3 separate regions of the Mus musculus genome follow, and regions 1 and 3 are each linked to region 2. Evidence: chromatin contacts called from public Hi-C and HiChIP or PLAC-seq data. All regions are on one chromosome and are shown on one strand. Each heading gives the region's core, a stretch centred on a gene start, on an enhancer-like site or on the middle of the called end of the contact. The rest is flanking DNA. Distances are from core to core; before and after follow the strand shown. Region 1 holds the start of Clec2d (C-type lectin domain family 2, member d). Region 2 holds the start of Clec2f (C-type lectin domain family 2, member f). Region 3 holds the start of 2310001H17Rik (RIKEN cDNA 2310001H17 gene).

Region 1 (2,700 bases), core at 171-2,670, 170 kb before region 2:
AAACCCAAAGAAATGAAGTATTGCTGGCCTGGTTTTTAGCTTACTTAAAAACTGTTTCAATGATAAAACAAGCTACTGCTTCAAAGGAGTGAAGTTGTGTAATGCCTGCAGCTAGTTATACAACAGCTGCACTTGAGACAGGAGCTCCACATTCACAAGACAGGCTTCAAAATGCCTGCAGCTAGCTATGCAACAGCTGCACTTGAGACAGAAGCTCCACATTCTCAGGAAATGTTTCCAATGGCTAAATATTTGTGTATTTGATTTTAAAAAGTCAACCCTGCTGAGGCAGAGGGAGCAGGAGTTCCAGGCCAGCTTGGGGTAAAGTATGAGACTTTGCCAAAGAATCAATCAATCAATCAATCAGTCAGTCAGTCATCATCATCCTCAGTAATAATAATTTATTATAATTTATTATTATTATTATTATTATTATTATTTCAGAATACTTGGTTTAAGTGATAAACATTAGCATTTGTTGGGAATTTTGTATTTTGATAGATGTCAATCTTACTTTCTCAAAATTCAGTAGTCTTTCCACAAATTAAAAAAAAAAAAATTAATGTGAAGAAACAGGAATGAGGGGGAAAAGGAAAATAAAGGAACACAATATAATGGAGCATAGACAGTTTGAAACACAAGAAACACAATTTTGCTTCCTTTCTGAAGAATTAAGTAGGAAACCCCATTATATTCTTTTTCTGTAACTTATCAAGAGCTCAAAACAGAAAGGATTTGGTCCTGAGTAGGTTCAGCGCCCCCCACCCCCACCCCACCCCAAGCCACCCCCTTACAATTCTATTTTAATTACAATGGATCTGCAAAACACAAGCTCCAAGCTTCCCAGGCAACTTCTGCCACTATGCACATTGCAAAGCTGTTGTCTGAGTTTCCTTCACTCAGGGACTTAAAGCAAACGTTTACTACAGCAATTTGATGTAATCCACCAGACTGTAACTTACCAGATCCCTGGGAAGAGTGGACTAGCAAGCTAAGTACAAAGCGAGAACGCTGTGGCTACAGCTCTGGCAGTTAGAAGGTGACTCGCTGCTCATTTCTCTTGCCTGAGAACTATTCGAGTATTGTATGCTCCGATAGAATAACTAATGTAACAACCTCATAGCTAATCCCGACTGCATTCTCCTGCTCTGCAGACCCACAGTGACGGGCTCACAGACGCCCTTCTGTTCTTAATCTTTTGTTCAAGGTTCAACTCTTTTGCCTTCCTGCCCTGTTTGAAACTCCTCTCTGCCCCTCCCATTGGTTCAAATACTATTGAATACTTACCCACTTCTACCTCCTGCGGGCTGCCTGTGGGACTAAGCATAGGTAGGGAAGCCTTTGTGACACACATCTCAGAGCTGAGGAGCTGAGTTTCCACTACAGGATTGAAACTTGAAAGCTGAGAGGCACAAATACGTGGGGAGGTTTCAGTATTTAGCTAATCCTGTAGCTCCTCCTTTCTGTACATACACACACGCTTGGTTGGCTCAGGGCCTAACAAAATCTCATTGGGAAACGCATTTCAAGGTCAGGAGCCACACTGGCGCCATCTGGAGACTGACTTTCCTGTTTGCTTCTGGTTTACTTTGTGTTTCGTTTCTCTTTCAGCACACTCTGATTTAGAAACATAATTCAAGCTGACCTTACTGAGGTCACAGGGATTTTCTTTTTTTTTTTTTTTTAATATTTTTTATTAGGTATTTTCCTCATTTACATTTCCAATGCTATTCCAAAAGTCCCCCATACCCTCCCCCCCCCACTCCCCTGCCCACCCATTCCCACTTTTGGCCCTGGCGTTCTCCTGTACTGGGGCATATAAAGTTTGCAAGTCCAATGGGCCTCTCTTTACAGTGATGGCCGACTAGGCCATCTTTTGATACATATGCAGCTAGAGTCAAGAGCTCTGGGGTACTGGTTAGTTCATAATGATGTTCCACCTATAGGGTTGCAGATCCCTTTAGCTCCCTGGGTACTTTCTCTAGCTCCTTCATTGGGGACTTTGTGCTCTGTCCAATGAATGACTGTGAGCATCTACTTCTGTATCTGCCAGGCACTGACAAAGGCCCTCAGGAGACAGCTATAGCAGGCTCTTGTTGGCATCTGCCTAGTGTCTGGGTTTGGTGGTTGTTTATGGAATGGATCCCCAAGTGGGGCAGTCTCTGGCAGTCTCTTCCTTCAGGCTCTGCTCCAAACTTTGTCTCTGTAACTCCTTCCATGGGTATTTTGTTCCCCCTTCTAAAAAGGATTCTGAGCTTCTGGGCTAATGTCCACTTACCAGTGAGTGCATATCATGTGTGTTCTTTCCTGATTGGGTTACCTTACTCAAGATGATATCCTCCAGATCCATCCATTTGTCTAAGAATTTCATGAATTCATTGTTTTTAACAGCTTTGAACCTCTTACCCTTTCTTATCACAGGCCTGCAACAGTTCTGGGAAACAGAGAACCCTGGGGAGATCAAAAAAACCAAACAGATTTTACTGCGTAATAAATATTTATATCCAATAGTCACATTCAACTATTTGAAACACTGGAGAGTTACCCATTTGGCCCATTAAAAAACTACTTTATTTCTTGAGCGGGGCATATCTATGCCACAGCATATGTGTAGGAGTCTGTCCTCTCCTGCTGCCCTGTTCTCCTGTGATCCAGGCCAGATGGTCAGGATTATGTGGCAAGAGCTTTTAAGCCCTGAGT
Region 2 (2,700 bases), core at 61-2,560:
CTCAGATCTGCCCACATTGGCCATTCTACAGTGCAAACACACACATACACACACACACACACACACACACACACACACACACACACTATACAAAAATAGGCACACATTATGAACACATACTTATATTTTTCAAATGATACAAAAAATTGAATAAAATGACACATGTGTAGCTAAATTTGCATAAATATGCTTAATATTACCAGGCTTTGGAAGAAAAACAAGAAAACAGTTTAGAATTTTGTAAAAATGAGACCCCCTTTATCACATGCCCTTGTCTTCCTAGTCTTTGTGGATATGTGGATATCCACAAAATGAATGTGACAATACCTGTGTTTATATTTAAAATCTGTGAGTGTTTCCAGTAGGTTTATGAATTAACTCATATCTTATAACAACTCAAATGGCCCCAAAATGAGTTCTGAAGGAAATGATTGGAAAAGAAAAACTGGGCTGTATGCTTGGAGCTCCCCATTTCTTATTCTGGCTAAATAGTCCTCAGCCTGCTGTTCTCAAAAATCCTGGAACTTTCTGGACAGTATAAGTATCCCTTAAAGCATTTTGCAGAAAAAGCAGTTTCTCTTGGGGCTGCAAGATGGCTCGCGGGGTAAAGGTGCTTGCTGTTCAAGCCCAGTGATCTGAGTTCAAACCCTAGAACATGCTGAAAGCAACAAGAGCAGCAAACTACACACAGCTGTCCTCTGACCTCTAAATAGCCACACAACACCAGCATCACCACTAAAACTTAGAACAACAACAAAACCCACCTAGTTTGCAGTTTATTTGGAGAATCTGACCACAGAGCAGTGGTTTTCTGCTGAGAAATTCTAACTGCCACTCACTTGCTCTCTTTAGGGAACTGAAAATATGTGTCTTGTTCTCTTACATGAACAGCTTGAAGCGTTCCATCCTTGACCAAGGGGCCCTACAGGATTATCTGAGGGTTTTTTTTTTAGTTTTATAGATATCTTAGATACAGTAGTTAAAACTTAAAACATAATTTTAGCCATCACAGTAGCATTCCATCACAATGAACGCAACAGAGTCAACAGAGTAACTGATATCAGAGGCCTCCAGGCACCTTCACATCTATAGAGACCTGCCCAGACAGGCTAAAGAGCAGGAGTTTCTGCTTCTCTGTGAGACCATGGTGACGCTGCTCTCTGCCTTTCTAGTTTGTTTCAAATTGCATTAAATAAATACCTGTTTCTCCATTTTCTAGGTGGTCTGTGGTAGTGACCTCTGTATTCAGCAATCTCTCGTGAGCCACTTCGTCCTGTGAGGCTGTCATCTCTGAGCTGAGTCTCTACTGCAAATGAAACCAGGGAGGAAGAATTAACAATCCCAACCATCCTGTGGCTTGTTTACTCATACTTTCCAGCAGAATACCCACAGCACATGAAGGTTTTCAGGTTTTGTTCACCCACTCACACAACACACGGAGGATTTGGGGGGCTATTTTTGTGTGTTTTGTTGTTGTTTTGTTTTGAAAAACAGGATCGAAAACTAGGAGAGGGGATTGAGACACTGAATGTAGTATACTGCAAATAAAATAATCAGAATTGCTAAAGGCTGTATTATTTGACAAAGCAAACAGCTTTTAATTTTAAAGCAAGTGTTTATTTCAGAATTGGATTTCACTGTGTAGTTGTGGCTGGCCTCAGGCTCACTTGATAAGTAAATCTCAGAAGAGTACAACACTCATTCCACAGCGTGTGATCAGTATTTATTGCCAAGGCAGAGAGTAAATGGTTAGAACTGTTTACAAGATCTTGATGCAGGAGAGTCTTGGTATAAGCATTACAATGTCATGTCTGGATTGAAACAAGATATGAGGTCAGAGAAATCAGCGTTTTAATAACCCCAGGATAAACTTTCCACAACATACAAAACATTATTCCTATACAAACTGTCTGGGAGCCAAAACTGTTCTCTATAGTGGCCCTCCTGAGGGTGAATGAAAGGAAGACATGACTGTTCAAGGCATGGTTGAAGGAGAGGTTTCTATTCTAGATGTGGGGGAAAGTACAGCCAGAGGAATCTGGAAGGGTCCAGAGTAGGAAGAGAAAGTAGACTGAACCAGGCTATGAGATGAGAGAAGGAGAGATTGCATGAGAGAAGCAGGAAAAAAATAAGACCCTGAGGAACTGGTAAGCTGCCTCCCCCACTGGTCAAAGTAAATGTCCCCCATGGTTCCAGCTCTCAAGCTTGTCTCTTGCTCCACAGACTAGCCTGTTCCCACAGCTTGTCTGCCAGCTCAGCTTGTGTCACAGGCCTGAACCCGCCTGAAAAAACTCACTTTCTGTCACCATGACCTTATGCCACTGCTGCCAGCTTTCTTATTCCCTTACATTCTGGTCCTCTACACCAATCTAAGCCAAGTGTTTCTCTAATGCAGAGCCAAATGTTTCTCTGCTAATGCAAAGTGTGTTTTCTATACTAACAACCTGTCAAAGTTACTTAATGATTAAGATGTTCATTCCTATCCTGCCTTGTAAGTGATTTTTGCTACTGCCATTAAATTATGGTGTGCTCTATTCAGATATGACCAATCTATTTAGCCCTCGATCTTGTCAGAAGTCTGCTAATTGTTAATATACTTAAAGTTTAAGACAGACAGAATCTCTAAAAGCCTAACAGATGACACTGCAAGGTCTCAAGAGATTTGGACACAGCTACAAGAGACTGCCTAGTATGTGGTAT
Region 3 (2,700 bases), core at 18-2,517, 220 kb before region 2:
AATGACCTCTAAGTCATGCAGACACAGACACTAATGCAAGATGGGCAGAGAGGTGGGTACAAATAGACTTTGTGAGTGTCTCTCTGCAAATAGTTCTATTTCTATTTCTATTGCTCTTAGCGTGGCTATTTTCTTACAGAATCCCGTAGCTGCAGTGATTCTGGAAATGGAATTTTTGAGAAGCGGTGTCCAGGTGAGAATCTCTTTCAATAGTCTCTTGATGGTTCTCACGGCCCCAGTGTGATAGAAACTAGATAGAGGGATTGCTGCTTGATACATGATTTGAAAAGTTGGTTTGACTTGTTTAGCCACGGAATTTTTTACACCTCTGATGTTTTGACTGAGTCTATGTGTGCTTTAGCTGATGTGACTTGCATAATGATTTATCTCATCACTTCGCTAGAATTAAAGCCTGAAATGATAAGTAGTCTGGTTTTTTGTTTGCTTGTTTGTTTGTTTGCTTGTTTGTTTGCTTGCTTGTTTCTTTCTTTCTTTTGGCTTGTTTTTTTGTTTGTTTGTTTTGTTTTGTTTTTTTCTCTACATATCAACTGTGAATTGTCACAGTATAGTAGCATTTTCTCACAAAGCTCTTTAAAGCTTTGGGGACATAGAATGTCTATCTGTGAAAAATATCATATAAACTAAATGTTGTATATGCATGAAAGAAATTATTTAGGCATTGATTTACAATCATATAAGTTATGAGGTAGCTTTTCTATATCAATTCATTGTAATTAACTGTTAAATGAAATTCATCACTTTACATCACTAGTTTTCCTGACCCACTTTTCAATATAAAGTAGCTTATAAATGTTTGCAAAAGAAAGAGTATCTGGGAGGTAACAAATAAGAGATGTGTGTTAATGCACCTTATAATTATAAACTTAGTTTATCTTTGGCTTGAGTCATGACTATGGACGATACAAGCCAAGCAACAAGCAGAAGATACAAACAGGAGGTAGGAAAGGATGTCACACCTTGTCTTGATGTTCGGAAACATTTATTAATTTTATTTATTAATTTTATTTTTAATAAAAAAGTTTATTAATTAGAATTTATGTCCATTGGAGATGGAACTGTTTTCCTGAGGGATGGGATGTCTGTTAGATTTTTGATAGATTATTTCTTCTCTTTCTGTTTTAATTGGAGGCTTAACATACACATTTCACGGGATATGACTTGTGACAGGCACCCGTGTGCCGCCCCACCCCACCTCTCCCCGCCCTGCCAGGCTGGGGCTCCTGCCCTGTAGAACTCAGAGATGGAGCCGGCGCCACCTGACTAGGGAGGACTAGTTTAGATCTCCAGATTCGGTACAGTGGGAATACCTGAGGGAAGAGTTTCAGAGTTATTTGAGGAGCAGGGACGCCCACGGGTTCCAACCAATGCCCTCCTTACTTGTTTTGTGTTTCGTTTTAGTTATTAGCGATGCGGTTGGATGAGACTTTGTTGTTTCATATGAAAGAATTTGCTTTGAGGGAGCCGGGAGCAGCACTACAATCCGCAGGGTTGTTTATTTTAAATAGGGCTCTGCACGGTGTTATTTATGACACCGTGATGTTGACACTTCGAGTTCTTTTAAAGTTATATTTTTATTTGCATTCCTGTGTGAGGGAAGGGAGGGGGAGAGGATGGGAGGAGCTTCCTGTGTGCAAGCCTGCAGGTGCGCCAGTGCTCAGCAGAGGGCACTGAATGCTGCGGCACTCGGGTTAACAGATGGTAGTGAGCTGTCTGAACTACTTAAAATTTTCAGGTAAAAGGGCAGCAAGCATTCTTAAACTGCTGAGCGGCCCTCTAGGTGTTCTTTGCTGGGGCAGGGGAGTTAGCAGGGAGGAAGTGGAGAGAACTGGGAGAGTTGAGACCCTCCTTCTGAGCGTTAAGCTGCATGTAGATAATATCTGCAGGTGTGGCACAATTGAAAAGGCAGTGGCTTTCAGGCTAGTCACTGCACGGACTAGTAAGGCAGCTCTCTTGCTCCCAGCACCGTGCATCTGATTCTCCGTTCTCAGGGTGAGTAGCCCCTCCAGTTCTCAACATACACATGTTGGTAATTTCACTGTGTGTGTGTGTGTGTGTGTGTGTGTGTGTGTGTGTGTGTACATATAAAGGTTAGAGATCAACTTTTCGGTGTCAGTCAAATGTGAGGCCCAGGAATGTACCCAGGTCAGTAGCCCCGGCAAAGCCCAGTGAGTCATCTCAGATACCTTCGTTTCAGGACTTTTGCTTAGGTCTGTAATTGTCTATAGAGCAGATAATTCTTAGTATAAGAAGCAGTGGGGTTTTTACTGTGCATCTTGCCTCCCCCTCCCCCTTTTCTTACACTGGCACAGTTTTCAATTTGATATTGAGGAGGGCACCCATATTTTCCTTGAAGAACATATAGTATCACTTTTACAGGCCCAATGATTTGATAATCTTATGGATTTTCATGTCCCATACTGTTTTGGGAATACCTGTGCATTAGTGTGTCTCCTTGCCTGATTTGTTTGGTCTTCTCCTTCATTGGCTAAAAACTCTTCAAGCCCAACCCACCGCCAGCTGTGTACTAAGTGTAGCAAGGTCATACCTCCTAAAGGTTTCCCAACCTCCCCTAAACATCACCACCAACTGGGGACCAAGTGTTCATATACAGGAGCCTATGAGGGGCTTTTCTCATTCAAATCATCACAGTGCATCACTGGAGGAAAGTGAAGGCAGCAG

What was found. A called contact is a pair of places that touch in the nucleus more often than the background predicts. HiChIP or PLAC-seq counts read pairs in DNA pulled down with a chosen protein or histone mark.
Region 1: a Hi-C map of liver shows a contact between it and region 2, with 10 times the contacts expected there. The contact joins the promoter of Clec2d here to the promoter of Clec2f in region 2. A contact is called at or near these places in 8 of 39 promoter capture datasets (the C10 cell line, HPC-7-derived erythroid cells, cranial neural crest and 3 more), 14 of 484 Hi-C or Micro-C datasets (LSK cells, brain, cardiomyocytes and 6 more), 9 of 115 datasets of contacts at active chromatin or transcription factors (the 230-238 cell line, embryonic basal ganglia, embryonic stem cells and 3 more) and 3 of 9 other capture datasets (adipose tissue, embryonic tail and macrophages).
Region 3: a contact with region 2 is called in an H3K4me3 HiChIP or PLAC-seq map of the 230-238 cell line, with 19 read pairs. The contact joins the promoter of 2310001H17Rik here to the promoter of Clec2f in region 2. A contact is called at or near these places in 1 of 39 promoter capture datasets (embryonic stem cells), 3 of 15 datasets of contacts at CTCF or cohesin (the NIH/3T3 cell line, large pre-B cells and pro-B cells), 2 of 484 Hi-C or Micro-C datasets (bone marrow-derived macrophages and embryonic stem cells), 7 of 115 datasets of contacts at active chromatin or transcription factors (the 230-238 cell line, acute myeloid leukemia, bone marrow-derived dendritic cells and 3 more) and 4 of 9 other capture datasets (adipose tissue, embryonic stem cells, liver and 1 more).

Annotation. Positions count from the first base shown.
Region 1 is chr6:129,179,335-129,182,034 of GRCm38.p6, reverse strand. It overlaps Clec2d (C-type lectin domain family 2, member d), which reads right to left and starts at 1,420. Exons shown (of 5, transcript NM_053109.3): 1 at 1,288-1,420. The coding sequence starts at 1,354.
Region 2 is chr6:129,012,722-129,015,421 of GRCm38.p6, reverse strand. Clec2f (C-type lectin domain family 2, member f) reads right to left here and starts at 1,310. Exons shown (of 5, transcript NM_001277202.1): 1 at 1,201-1,310. The coding sequence starts at 1,288.
Region 3 is chr6:129,237,049-129,239,748 of GRCm38.p6, reverse strand. It overlaps 2310001H17Rik (RIKEN cDNA 2310001H17 gene), which reads left to right and starts at 1,267. Exons shown (of 4, transcript NR_040268.1): 1 at 1,267-1,313; 2 at 1,905-2,010.